2 separate regions of the Zea mays genome follow, and region 2 is linked to region 1. A link is a contact called in public Hi-C data. All regions are on one chromosome and are shown on one strand. The core of a region is the stretch at or near the end of the contact, and the rest is flanking DNA. Distances in the headings are between cores, read along the strand shown. Region 1 holds the start of LOC103629568 (probable methyltransferase PMT24). Region 2 holds the start of LOC103629574 (ubiquitin carboxyl-terminal hydrolase MINDY-1).

What was found. A called contact is a pair of places that touch in the nucleus more often than the background predicts.
Region 2: a contact with region 1 is called in a Hi-C map of leaf mesophyll, with 2.8 times the contacts expected there. The contact joins the promoter of LOC103629574 here to the promoter of LOC103629568 in region 1. A contact is called at or near these places in 6 of 25 Hi-C or Micro-C datasets (ear, endosperm, leaf and 2 more).

What each region holds. Positions count from the first base shown.
Region 1 is chr6:94,359,407-94,365,097 of Zm-B73-REFERENCE-NAM-5.0, reverse strand. It overlaps LOC103629568 (probable methyltransferase PMT24), which reads left to right and starts at 3,786. Exons shown (of 7, transcript XM_008650648.3): 1 at 3,786-5,431; 2 at 5,531-5,680. The coding sequence starts at 4,061.
Region 2 is chr6:94,708,001-94,713,535 of Zm-B73-REFERENCE-NAM-5.0, reverse strand. It overlaps LOC103629574 (ubiquitin carboxyl-terminal hydrolase MINDY-1), which reads right to left and starts at 1,963. Exons shown (of 12, transcript XM_008650652.4): 1 at 1,579-1,963; 2 at 1,347-1,465; 3 at 1,080-1,186; 4 at 897-984. The coding sequence starts at 1,762.

The sequences.
Region 1 (5,691 bases), core at 2,537-5,036:
TTGTCCTGCATCAGCGTCCTCCTCCTGCACCAAGGCGAGAGTACAAGTAGTGTCCAAGGTAGAGGGACGATGAACCATAATAACAGACTTAATTTCAGATCGCAACCCATCGATGAAACACATAGTGTATTATAGCGGGTCTGTATTGGTTTCATAAGCCGATAGATGATCTACCAAGACTGAAAAGTGCTCTATATACTCCGCTACCGACCCCATTTGTCTAATGCGAAAGAGCTGACGAATCAATGATTCATGTTGTTCCCGACCAAAATGGTCTTGTATGTGAGCACAAAACGCTGCCCAGGACATTTGTCTAATACGACGACCGAGAGACTGCAGCCAACCTGCGCCCGACCACTAAAATGCATTGTTGCAACTCTAATCCACATGGTAGGTTCAACATCGTACATATCAAAGTAATTTTCACAGCAAGTTTTCCACAACTGGGGTTTGTCGCCATCGAAGTGGGGAAAGTTTATGCACGACAGACTACCTTGGGACTCCCGATCATGCCCAGAAATGAACGTATCATTCACACGACCAGGGATGGGATTATGGAAGTTATTGTTGACCAGGACATGAGTGTGGGGAAAATTTCTACCCCACTCGTGTACCCGTTGATTGTTGTCGTCACGGTGGCCATCTGGCCCGTCGACGAACTGAACCCTGGCAGATGTGCGCCTGGTCGCCGACTCGTTAGGGTGGAGAAGACCCGATTGCGTGAAGTCATGGTCGAACGCCTCGCATTTCATGAACTTGTTCGCGCGTTGCACCTCAAACAGTAGGTTATCGAGATGTTTCTCCAGCGTTGGCTTCCACCCTGCAAACTCGCCTTGGTCCATCTCAAGGGAAATGAGACGGGCTTCGGTTTTCTGTTATGCTTCCTCCATCCGGTGCTCCAAGTCATCGCAGTGCCCACACATCGCGTCCGTGATGTGTGATTCTATGTTCGCCATTTCGTCGAGCATCTTCTGCATCACCGCTTCCATGCCGACCACCTTCTGCATCACGACCTCCATGCCGACTGCGACAGTAGAATGAGGACGATGACCTGGAATTGGTGGAAGCGACTCCAGGGCTGCCTACTCTGATACCAGATGTTAAGGTAGCGGGTACAGAGAAGGTGGATTGGCGAAGAAGAACTAGAAGAGTTGGGCGACGGAATCAGGTTTCTATTCTTCGTTATCTCTTCTAGTCTGACTTTCTCCTTGTATGACAAGGATGTCGTTCTAGTACACGGCACAAGGCCCAATTGTAAACGCCACAGCAACTATTACATGACCCAAGTTGGCCCAAGGTATTTTGGATTCAGCTTCTTCACCCGCCTCAGCCTGTTCACTTGAACTCCAGCTTCTCGCGCTTTCTCTTCATCAGTATTAAGGTTGTGGTTGTCTTCAGTTTCATCAGCCTGCGTCGCTCCGCTGTCCACATCCACACACTGCAAGCAATTACGTGTCACAATGTGTACTTCAGTTTCCTAAAATAAAGCCACACTCTCCACCAGGACCACCTTTCCAAAGCCATGTGTACTTTAGAATCAGTTTCTTGAGGCCGCTAAGCCGCCTTAATTTGGTTGGGTTGGGCCACCCAACTATAGATGCATGGATCATCAAGCAATTAAAGATAAATAAAGCATGTTTCTATGTCATTTATGGAAATGACACGCAAAGGCGAGGGACAAACAAGAGAGGAGTTAAGTAGCGCTAGCTGGCTGCAGCTACGTTCTCTCAACGTCTGAAAAGCACGATACGCGCATTCGGTCGGGTCGACCTTGCAACGCAACCGATGGAACTCCCATTGTCCATCTAGCCATCTATCAGAAAAAAGAGTGTGCGCTAACCACTCGTTCACTCCTAGTCCTAGGCTGTAGATCACATGACTAGTCACCTCCATCTAAGGCCTTGTTCGTTTGTGTCGGATTGATGGGTCGGAACGAATCCGAGCCGGATTGCTTCTCTAATTTATATAAACTTTGATTAGCCGGAATAATTCCGGGTGCAATCCGATGTAAACGAACAAGGCCTAAAGGCTTTCGGAATCAGCTGTAAATTAAATTAAAACCACGTGGTAGCCATGGGTGGGAATCCAAACTTGCGTCGTCGCAAAGCCCGTGAATGACTAAAAATATAATGTCCAAATGAATAGCACGACCTCGATCCGGTCCTGGTTATTAAGTATACGGCATGGTTAGACTCGAATACCTATTTGTATTGTGGATAGGTCGCTCGACGAGCCTAAACCCCTAAGGGCTCGTTCGGTTGTACCGGAATAAAACAGGATTCATTCCAACTCATCAAAATCTATATAAATTAGAGAAGTAATTTAGCTAGGAATTAATCCAGGGCTCCAATCCGGAACAACCGAACAGGACCTAAACGAGCCTGACATGAGAAGAGCCCAACTGTGTCAAGCCAGCACACGACCCCGAGAACGAGACTGTACCGGCCCGAGCCCACCAACACTAAAACCAAGCACATGAAACACTCCGTTTGAATTACACAATCACAATTGACATTTACACTTACAAAGATCAGAAATAATACACATGTCACATTACACTTACATACAGTTACACAAATAGCACACGAAATCACTGTTACACAAGCAATACACTACACGGCTCGCGGGCCGGGTGCTTTTATGGACATCTATAAAAATGGCTGCCGGCCTGCTGCCCCCTTACGCGACCTGCCCACGTGGCCCCCCGTTCTGATCGGACAGGACGAGAGCTAGAGCTATCCAGGGACAGGGAGCGCTTCGTTCCTCTTCCTCCTGGTTGTGGTAGCTGCTGGCAGAGGCTTGGCTTGCGGCTCGGTCAATCTCATGCGCCTCCTCAGCAGAAGAGGAAATCCTTCGTGCGGCTTTCTAGTTCCAGGCATGGGTTATTGGGCTCGTCCTGCCATTCCTGGAGCTTGTAAGTGACAAGCCATTGCACTGACTAGAGAGAAGACGACGGAGGACCCAACTTGCCTTTGTCCAATTTATTGCTTCCCCCTTTTACTCTCTCATCTCCCCGCCGGCAGATCATTGCTTAATCTCCTTGGTTTATTTAATTAATTACCCCCAATATAATACTCAGTGGACAATATATCTTGCTCCTTTTGACTTGCCTGCAATCTATCCACTCGCCCTTTCTTTCTTTCTTTCTTTATCCTTTTTATGACAGTATATAGTCTATATTAACATTACGATCCCACGGATAGAATGGTTGGCGACGCGAGAAGAGAGGTTGACGGCCGTGGGGCAGTAGAGAGGGAGAGGCTGGGAGCGGCAGGTCACGAGGCAAGAGAGGGGAGGGGATCGAATGGGATTGTTCATCAAACGATCTGAAACGTTGATTTTGATGATGTGCTAAGTCTGAGTGTAATTTGTTTGCTAGATTTAGTGGAGGTTGTGGATGTGAGGGTGATTTAGTTTAGTGTGATTCGCAAAGTTTAAACTAATGTTATATAGCGTTTAGGTTTTTGTATACTAGATGTACCTTTGGTTTTCACAAGAATGTTTCTGTGGCAATGCAATGGGACGCCTCAGTTTAAGGTGATAGTGTTAGGTTTCCTTCCATCTACTGGTATAGTCATCTTGGAAACTAATATTGACATTTTTTCACTTTCATTATTATGGCAAGAGTTTGGTACTTAGTTGGCAACCACAACTATGTATTTGGCTACATTTTTTTACGGAAATTGTTCAAAAAAATCCTTATGCAGAGAAAAACATGGAGTAGAGGCACATGATGCGAAGGTGAAGAGCGTGAGAAGAGGAGGAGGCCGAGGCGACGACGACGCCCCATGCATATATGCTACGATAACGCTAGCTCGCCCGCTTGTTAAGCAACGCAGCTCATGGAGACCCCACATGTCATCCTCACGTCCGACCACCCCCGACGCGCCGGGATCACCCCATGTTCCCGGGATTACGCCTCCCGCCACTTGTGCTGGCCAAAAAAGAACAGCCAAAAACCTAATTAGTCATCCAGAGCTTTGTTTGGTTTCCCTCATCAATCGACTGCTCGACCGCGCGCGCGCGCCAGGCGACTCCCATCCGCTACGAACCCTGCCGCATGCGGGATCGATCCATGGCCGGCGCCGGCGCCGGCGCCCGCAGCTCGCGCGCCGGCGGCGGGAAGCGCGGCGCCGCGTCGTCCTCGGCTGCCGCCGCGTCCGCGTGCGTCTACTACGCCACGACGGCGCTGCTCGTCGCGCTGTGCGTCGCGGGGGCCTACTTCCTCACGTCCACCTCCTCCGCCGACGGGGACGCCGCAACGGTCACCGCGTACCGCCACACTACACGCTCCTCTTTCGCGTACGAGCTCACCAGGGAGCGGGCGGCGCCGCGCGGGGAGGAGGCGTCGGAGGCCCGAGACACGCCCGCCGCTGTTAAGGCCGTTGGCGCCGAGGAGGAGCCGCGGCCCGACCGGAGCGCCGGCGCCGCGCTGGGCGACCCGCACGCCAGGCCTGACGAGGAGCGTGTGTCGGACGAGGCGGCGGCGGGCGTGGAGGAGGAGCACGAGGCCGCCGCGGTGGCCATGGAGGACGTGAAGGCCGAGGACGGTGGTGGCCACGTGGCCGCCGGAGACGACGAGGCGGCCAGCGCGCGCGGTGGGGAGGTGGAGGAGGAGAAGGAGCGAGAAACAGCCGTGCTGGAAGAGAGCAGCCGCGAGCAGCGAGAACAGGAGCAGGAGCAGGAGCCGCAGCTGGAGATGCCACACGAGCGGCCTCGGGGTGCCGCCGCTGCCGTCGAGGAGAAGAACCTGGACGGCGGCATCGAGGAGGAGAGCAACGCGGGGCAGAGGCAGCGAGAGGCGGAGCAGAGCGCGCTCGAGGAGCAGCAGGCCGCAGCCGGGAGCCAGTTGCGCCGCGAAGCGCAGGAGGACCCGCAGGCCGACGACGGTGCCGACGAAGGGACAGAGGAGGAGCGCGGCAGGGAGCAGTCACAGGGCGAGGAGGAGGCGCGCTCGTCGTCGGTGTCAGGGTCCAGCGGAGACGCCGACAGCGGAGAGGCCGTGTCGGAGTCGGAGCACACGGGGACGGGGCGCGCGGACGGAAATGCCAGTCAGGACGACGGCCGCAGCGTCGAGGTCGAGGACTCGCTCGCCGCCGAAGGCCGCACGGAGGAGCAGAAGGCGTGGGCGACGCAGGCCGACGAGTCACACCGGGAGACGGACCGCCGCGACGAGGGCGGCGACATCGACGGCAACGGCGCGGAGAACGCCGGCGGAGAGGAGCGCGAGTGGCGGGTGTGCAACGTGAAGGCCGGCGCCGACTACATCCCGTGCCTGGACAACGAGAAGGCCATCAAGAAGCTGCGGCCGGAGAACTTCCGGCGGTACGAGCACCGGGAGCGGCACTGCCCCGACGAGGGCCCGACGTGCCTCGTCGCGCTCCCCAGCGGCTACCGCCGTCCCATCGAGTGGCCCAAGAGCCGAGACAGGGTAGATACGTCCGCGTCTCTGAACTGAATCCCCCCCCACCCCATGCTCACTGCAAGGCGCATTGCTGACTTGGTCGTGCCGGCGACGACGTACGTGCAGGTATGGTACAGCAATGTCCCGCACACGAAGCTGGTGGAGGTGAAGGGTCACCAGAACTGGGTGAAGGTGAGCGGGCAGTACCTGACATTCCCCGGCGGCGGCACGCAGTTCATCCATGGTGCGCTGCACTACATCGACTTCCTGCAGCAGGTACCAACGGC
Region 2 (5,535 bases), core at 714-3,213, 350 kb before region 1:
CTACGAAACAGATCCAACATGTATATATTTTATTTGGTCTAAGTTCTTTTGATCATATCACCACTTTTCCGTGTCTACTGTGTGTAGTGAACAATTGCAGAGCTAACACACAGAATGGATCCAACATGTCATACAGGTGGGCTGTGTGAAAACAATATAAATATTGCAGGTAAGTGTTGATGAACAAAGCTTTTGGGGGTCATATGTAATATAAAATGTGGCAGAAGTGACAAGGAACAAGACTAATTGACAGTAGTAGACAAAAATAATAAATTCAACCCTTGTCGTGTTCACATACATTTTATCAAGATAATGTGGTGGACCTTGTGCTTTTTTTTTATGAAATTATGGTAAGTGTTGATGAAATTATGTTTTTAATTGCATTAGGTAATTCATAAAATGAATAGTCTAGATCTGTGCACGTGAGTATCCTAAAAGAGATCATTGTGTAGACTACACAATTTTAGGCAGACATCAATAACGAACCCGAAGTGAATCAATAACAGAGACAGGTAGTCAGAGACTATGTATGAATCCTAGATTAGCGGCCGCTTTGCATACGATAGTAAACCTACAAAGCACTGGAAAAGCATGTGTGTCTGCACATGCACGTGCACACACAAAGACCTACCAAGCCAATGGCATAACGCAATTATGGAAACATAGTGGCTTTCTACTAGGACTAAAAGAATCAGTTGTATCCGTTAAACTAAAAACTGTAATTTCAACAAGAAAAACTAGCTCATATTAGATGGTTTAGGTCATTGATTAGAATGATAAAGTGAGTGTAAAACTCGGAACAAAAATGACATGCACAAATCTAACTGAAATCAGCAGCATCACCAGATAACACAACACATGCCATAGCATTTTTGCTAAGTGGAAGGATAGCACACCTGAGGGTCCACAATCCATCCATGATATAGCGGGATATCCAGAAGATCAAATATAGCACGTTCTCGGGTGAACTCGAAGTCATCAATCCTGCATCCCACACAGCTCAGTAAGCATCAAAATAAACATATTATCACGAGTGTGCATGACAAACAACTGGTCAACAAGTTAAAACCCTTACGCACTTCCTGAACATCACGTTCACATCAATGCCTGTCGTGAGGCACGGGAGAAGATCAATCGCATCCGCGATGTTCTGCTCCCGGTTGTTAACATACTCCTCATCCTTGACCTGTGAATCGAAAGCATTAACACACCAGGAAATGCCACAGCCAGCGAACCTAACTACTAGATGCCAGCTCACAAGCTGCTGCTGCATCCCAACACAACACCGTTCCCGCATTGATCCACCGAACACGAAAGACCCGATCTCGCGAGAGTTAAGACCAAACCTGTCCAGCGATGTTTGGATCGATGAGGCGCTCCGCCACGAGCGAGAGCAACCTCTGCTGCGACACCTCCTCCGCGTCAGGGTTCATGCTGATCACATTCTTCAGCAGCAGCACGTTACCTGCACACACACGCGCGCCGGTGCCATGAACATCGCGGGGGACCACCTGGCACGCGCCGACGCGCGGCGAACCCGCGAGGTTTCGGAGTCGAACGAGGGGGGAGGGAGCTCACAGATGGCGAGGAGCGGGCAGGGCCCGTTGTCGTTCTGGTAGACGATGGGCGTGCGTCGTCCAAGGAAGTCGACGGCTCTCGTCCGGTGCATCACCTCTGGCGGCTCGGCGGAATGGGTATCCACCTCCGCCGCGTCCGGCGGAGCCACCGGCGACGGGAGGTGGCGCGAAGGGTCAGACGACATAGGGCGTATTATCTCCCACGCGTTCGCCGCGACACGGAAGGGAGGGAAGTCGCCTGAATCCTAACCCTAGGACGACGCCGCGGGGGTCGCCGCCGCGGGAGAAGGTGCGCGCGTGCGTTGTCGACTAGTGGATTGGAGAAGGCAACGACGGCGGAGATGGCGAGGGAGGGGAATAGAATACGAGGCAGTGGGAGAAAGGTGGCCAGAGGGAGGGTGTATTTAGCAAAAGAGGAACCGCCTGTAATTTTGCATTCGTTAATGAGTTTTTTTTTGGATTTTCTGCCTTAGTTAGGTTTGAGACTATTTCGTTTTGATGATCAGGCGTTAGGGCATGTACAACCTCATTTAGTATTGAGTCTCTTGAGGAGTTTATAAGAGACTAAGTGAAAAAAATATAAGAGGTGGCTATTCGCTAAGAAATTATCTCTCCATGACTTTCTATGCATGTTGTCTCGTATCTACATTTATAATCTACAGTCTCATGGTTGTATTATGTAGGTCTCTTAATTGTCTCTTATACTTAGAAAACCGAAACGAAGTCTCAAAGTTGTACATACCCTTATGTGGTAGCTTGCGAGATTGAGACTCGAAGGTAAGACACAAGCCACGTGATTGGTTGTCTCCTGCCTCACCTCAGCCTGGGTCACTGGGAACACGACTCCGCGTCTCCACGCATGCAGGCGAGTGAGCGAAACATGGGCTATGTTGCACGCGTGGGTGCAGGCTACCGCTATCCTCTACAGCCAACCAATCACACACTACGTGTGGTCGACAATATGTGGTGCCCCTGAGTCTAGTTGGCTAGGCAACCAATCACGTGGAAGGTGTATAGACTGGTTCGAGCTCTCATTGTGAGAGAATATCTACATCCAGTATTACAGTGATTATGCTTATGATATGTTGTGTTGTGATGACCTTAGGAGTTCATGTGTCCTTTCTTTTAGGTGTTGTTTGGTTTACATATGTGTAACGTGAATGGTAACCGATAATGTTAAATCATATTTGGTTAAGTACAACTGTACTCACATACCACACTAGGAAATTGATACAGTCCTATTCAAACTTGTTACCACTTGTAATCGAGTGTGAAACTTTACCGATACTATTTATGTTTACATTTCGTGAACCAAACGACACCTTATAGTCTAATGGCCTGTTTGTTTCAGATTATAATCTAGCGAGATTATATAATCCAGTGTATAGATCCGACAAATAAATCAACACCTAGATTATAGATCTAGATTATATAATCTAATGTCTAGATTATGATAATCTCATAATCTCTCCTATAGTAGCTTATTTTATATTATTTTTTGGCAAAAGACTCACTAGCCACGGTATGTAAATAAAAATTACAAAATTTGTCATCATCATCATCATCTCTCCTTTTATTGCATGGACATCTCTCCTTTTATCCACTGTCGCCCCCTACAGACCGAGGCCGCTGGAAGGGCACAACAACCCCATTCCGGCTCCTTCTTTTACCTTGAAAAAATAGATAGGAACGACAAATCTCTACTACTCTATAAGTCTCTAACGTGGGCGTCCACCTCTCTCCTTGGTGAAGCATGCCCCCCCGCGCCCCCGCCTAGCCCTCGCCTGCGCCCTCGCCTGCCACCGACAGCGCTTGCACGCTTGCCCCTGATGCGGATCACCTTCCAAACTCGAAAGCGACGGTGCGGCACAGTGCTTGCACGCTTGCTCCCAACGCCACCAAGCCGTCTAGGTGATGCCGATCACCAAGAGTAACAAGCCGTAGACTTTCGCTTGACCAAGAGAAGCCTAATGCAAGTGGTGTGTGCTCTAGGTGGCTCTCGCTAGCGCTAATGAGGAACAAATACGGGATTAAGATTCTCTAATCTCCTCACTAGGCTTTTGGTGCTTGCAATGCTCTAGCAATGTGCTAGAATTAATGTGGGTAGCAAGACATTGAATATGGTGGGTGGAGGGGGTATAAATAGCCCTCACCCACCAACTAGCCGTTACCAGCACTCTTCTGCGTCCGGTGCGCCACCGGTGCACCAATGGTGCGCCACCGGTGCGCCAACGGTCGACTCCAATGGCTAGTTCTGGCAGCTAGCCGTTGGGCTGATGGCACACCGGACAGTGAACAGACACTGTCCAGTGCACACCGGATAGTCCGGTGCACTGTCCGGTGCGCCACTAAAATTCATTTCTGAAACTGGCGCTCTCGGGTTTTCTGCTCGAGGAAAGCCTTCCCTTGGGCCAGCCTGGCCCCACCTGGCAGAGGGCGCACCGGACAGTCCGGTGCACACCGGACAGTCTGGTGCCCCAAGGCCAGAAACCCTATTTCCTGTTTTCAGCTGTTTTTCAAATCGGTTTTCGTTCTAACTTGTGAGTGAGTTCTAGAGTGACACCTAGCACTATATGTGAGTGTGAATGTGCACCAACACTACACTAGAACTCTCTTGGTCAAACTACTCATCGACAACCCCTCTTTATAGTACGGCTAAAAGAGAATAAAAGACCTAACTAAATCACGAGTGTCCACAATTCTTTGACACTTGGACTCCGTAGTCCTTCACTTTTTGTTTCGTCGTTTAGCCGTCGCTTCGAGTTCTTATCTCTGGGATTGTTTTCACCGTTGTAGTACTTCTACCTGTAATGCGACCTAACTTACCATTTGTCTCTGCAAAACACACGTTAGTCACATATAACATTACATTGTCATTAATCACTAAAACCAACCAGGGGCCTAGATGCTTTCAATCTCCCCTTTTTGGTGATTGATGACAACCCTACAAGATTTGTGAGAGTAGTTTGTTTTGAAATTTCTTTCAATAGAGAAGATGGTTAGTTATACTCAGTAATCTTTGACAGAAAGAGTGTGTACCAAAATAATAAGAATGAGTGCATACACATCATAAGTTTCTTGTTCATATAAAAGTGAAATCAAATCGATGAACAAGAACTAGAAGACTGGTGATAAAATATAAGGTGAAAACATAATACACACACAGTCAATATAAGCATCGAGAGTATATAATAGAGTTTGTGAGCCAAAAGCATCATACAAAAGTGAAGCTAGTACAGAGAGTAACAAGCACATATATTACATCAAAATGACTCTCTACTAACTCCCTAACTCCCCCTAGCTCTCACAACTCATATCTCTCCCCCTTTGGCGTCAAACACCAAAAGGGAACCCGAACCTACACAGCAGAAGAGGGAGGAGGTGGAGGGGCGCATCCGGTCGCGGTCGTGGCAGTAGAGCGAACACCAGCTAGGGGTCAGAGTCAGTCTCGGATCCAGGATCTGCTGTAGAAGCTGGAGCTGGTACCGACTCGGACTGAGGTTGCGCTGCAGGAGCTGCCGGATCTGAAGTGGTCACAGACACCGCCATAGCAGTAGTGGTAGCAGCAGAAGCTGGTGGCACTAGCGGCTGAGGGTAGACGGATCTGAAGACCGGTGACATGAAAGCTAGGGTGACCGGCTGGAGCGGAGAGGAAGAAGGACCAACTATAGGAAGAGGGGGTCCTAGCTGAATCGCTGGCACAACAGGAGCCTGAAGAGGTGGAGGCGGTGCTAACTGAACTGGGGGAATCGACACACCGGTGTGCTGAAGCATAAGAGTCATGAATGCCCGGTTCTCAGCCTGGTCCTGAAGAAGCTGCTACTGCAAAGAATCCTGCATGTCCTGAATCGTCTGAAACATCGAGAGCATTCTCTCGGACATCTGTTGCTGGACTGCTGCCAAGTGAGCCTGCTGCTGAGTAAGAGTCTGGAGAATCGCCGCAAGAGCAGGGTCAATG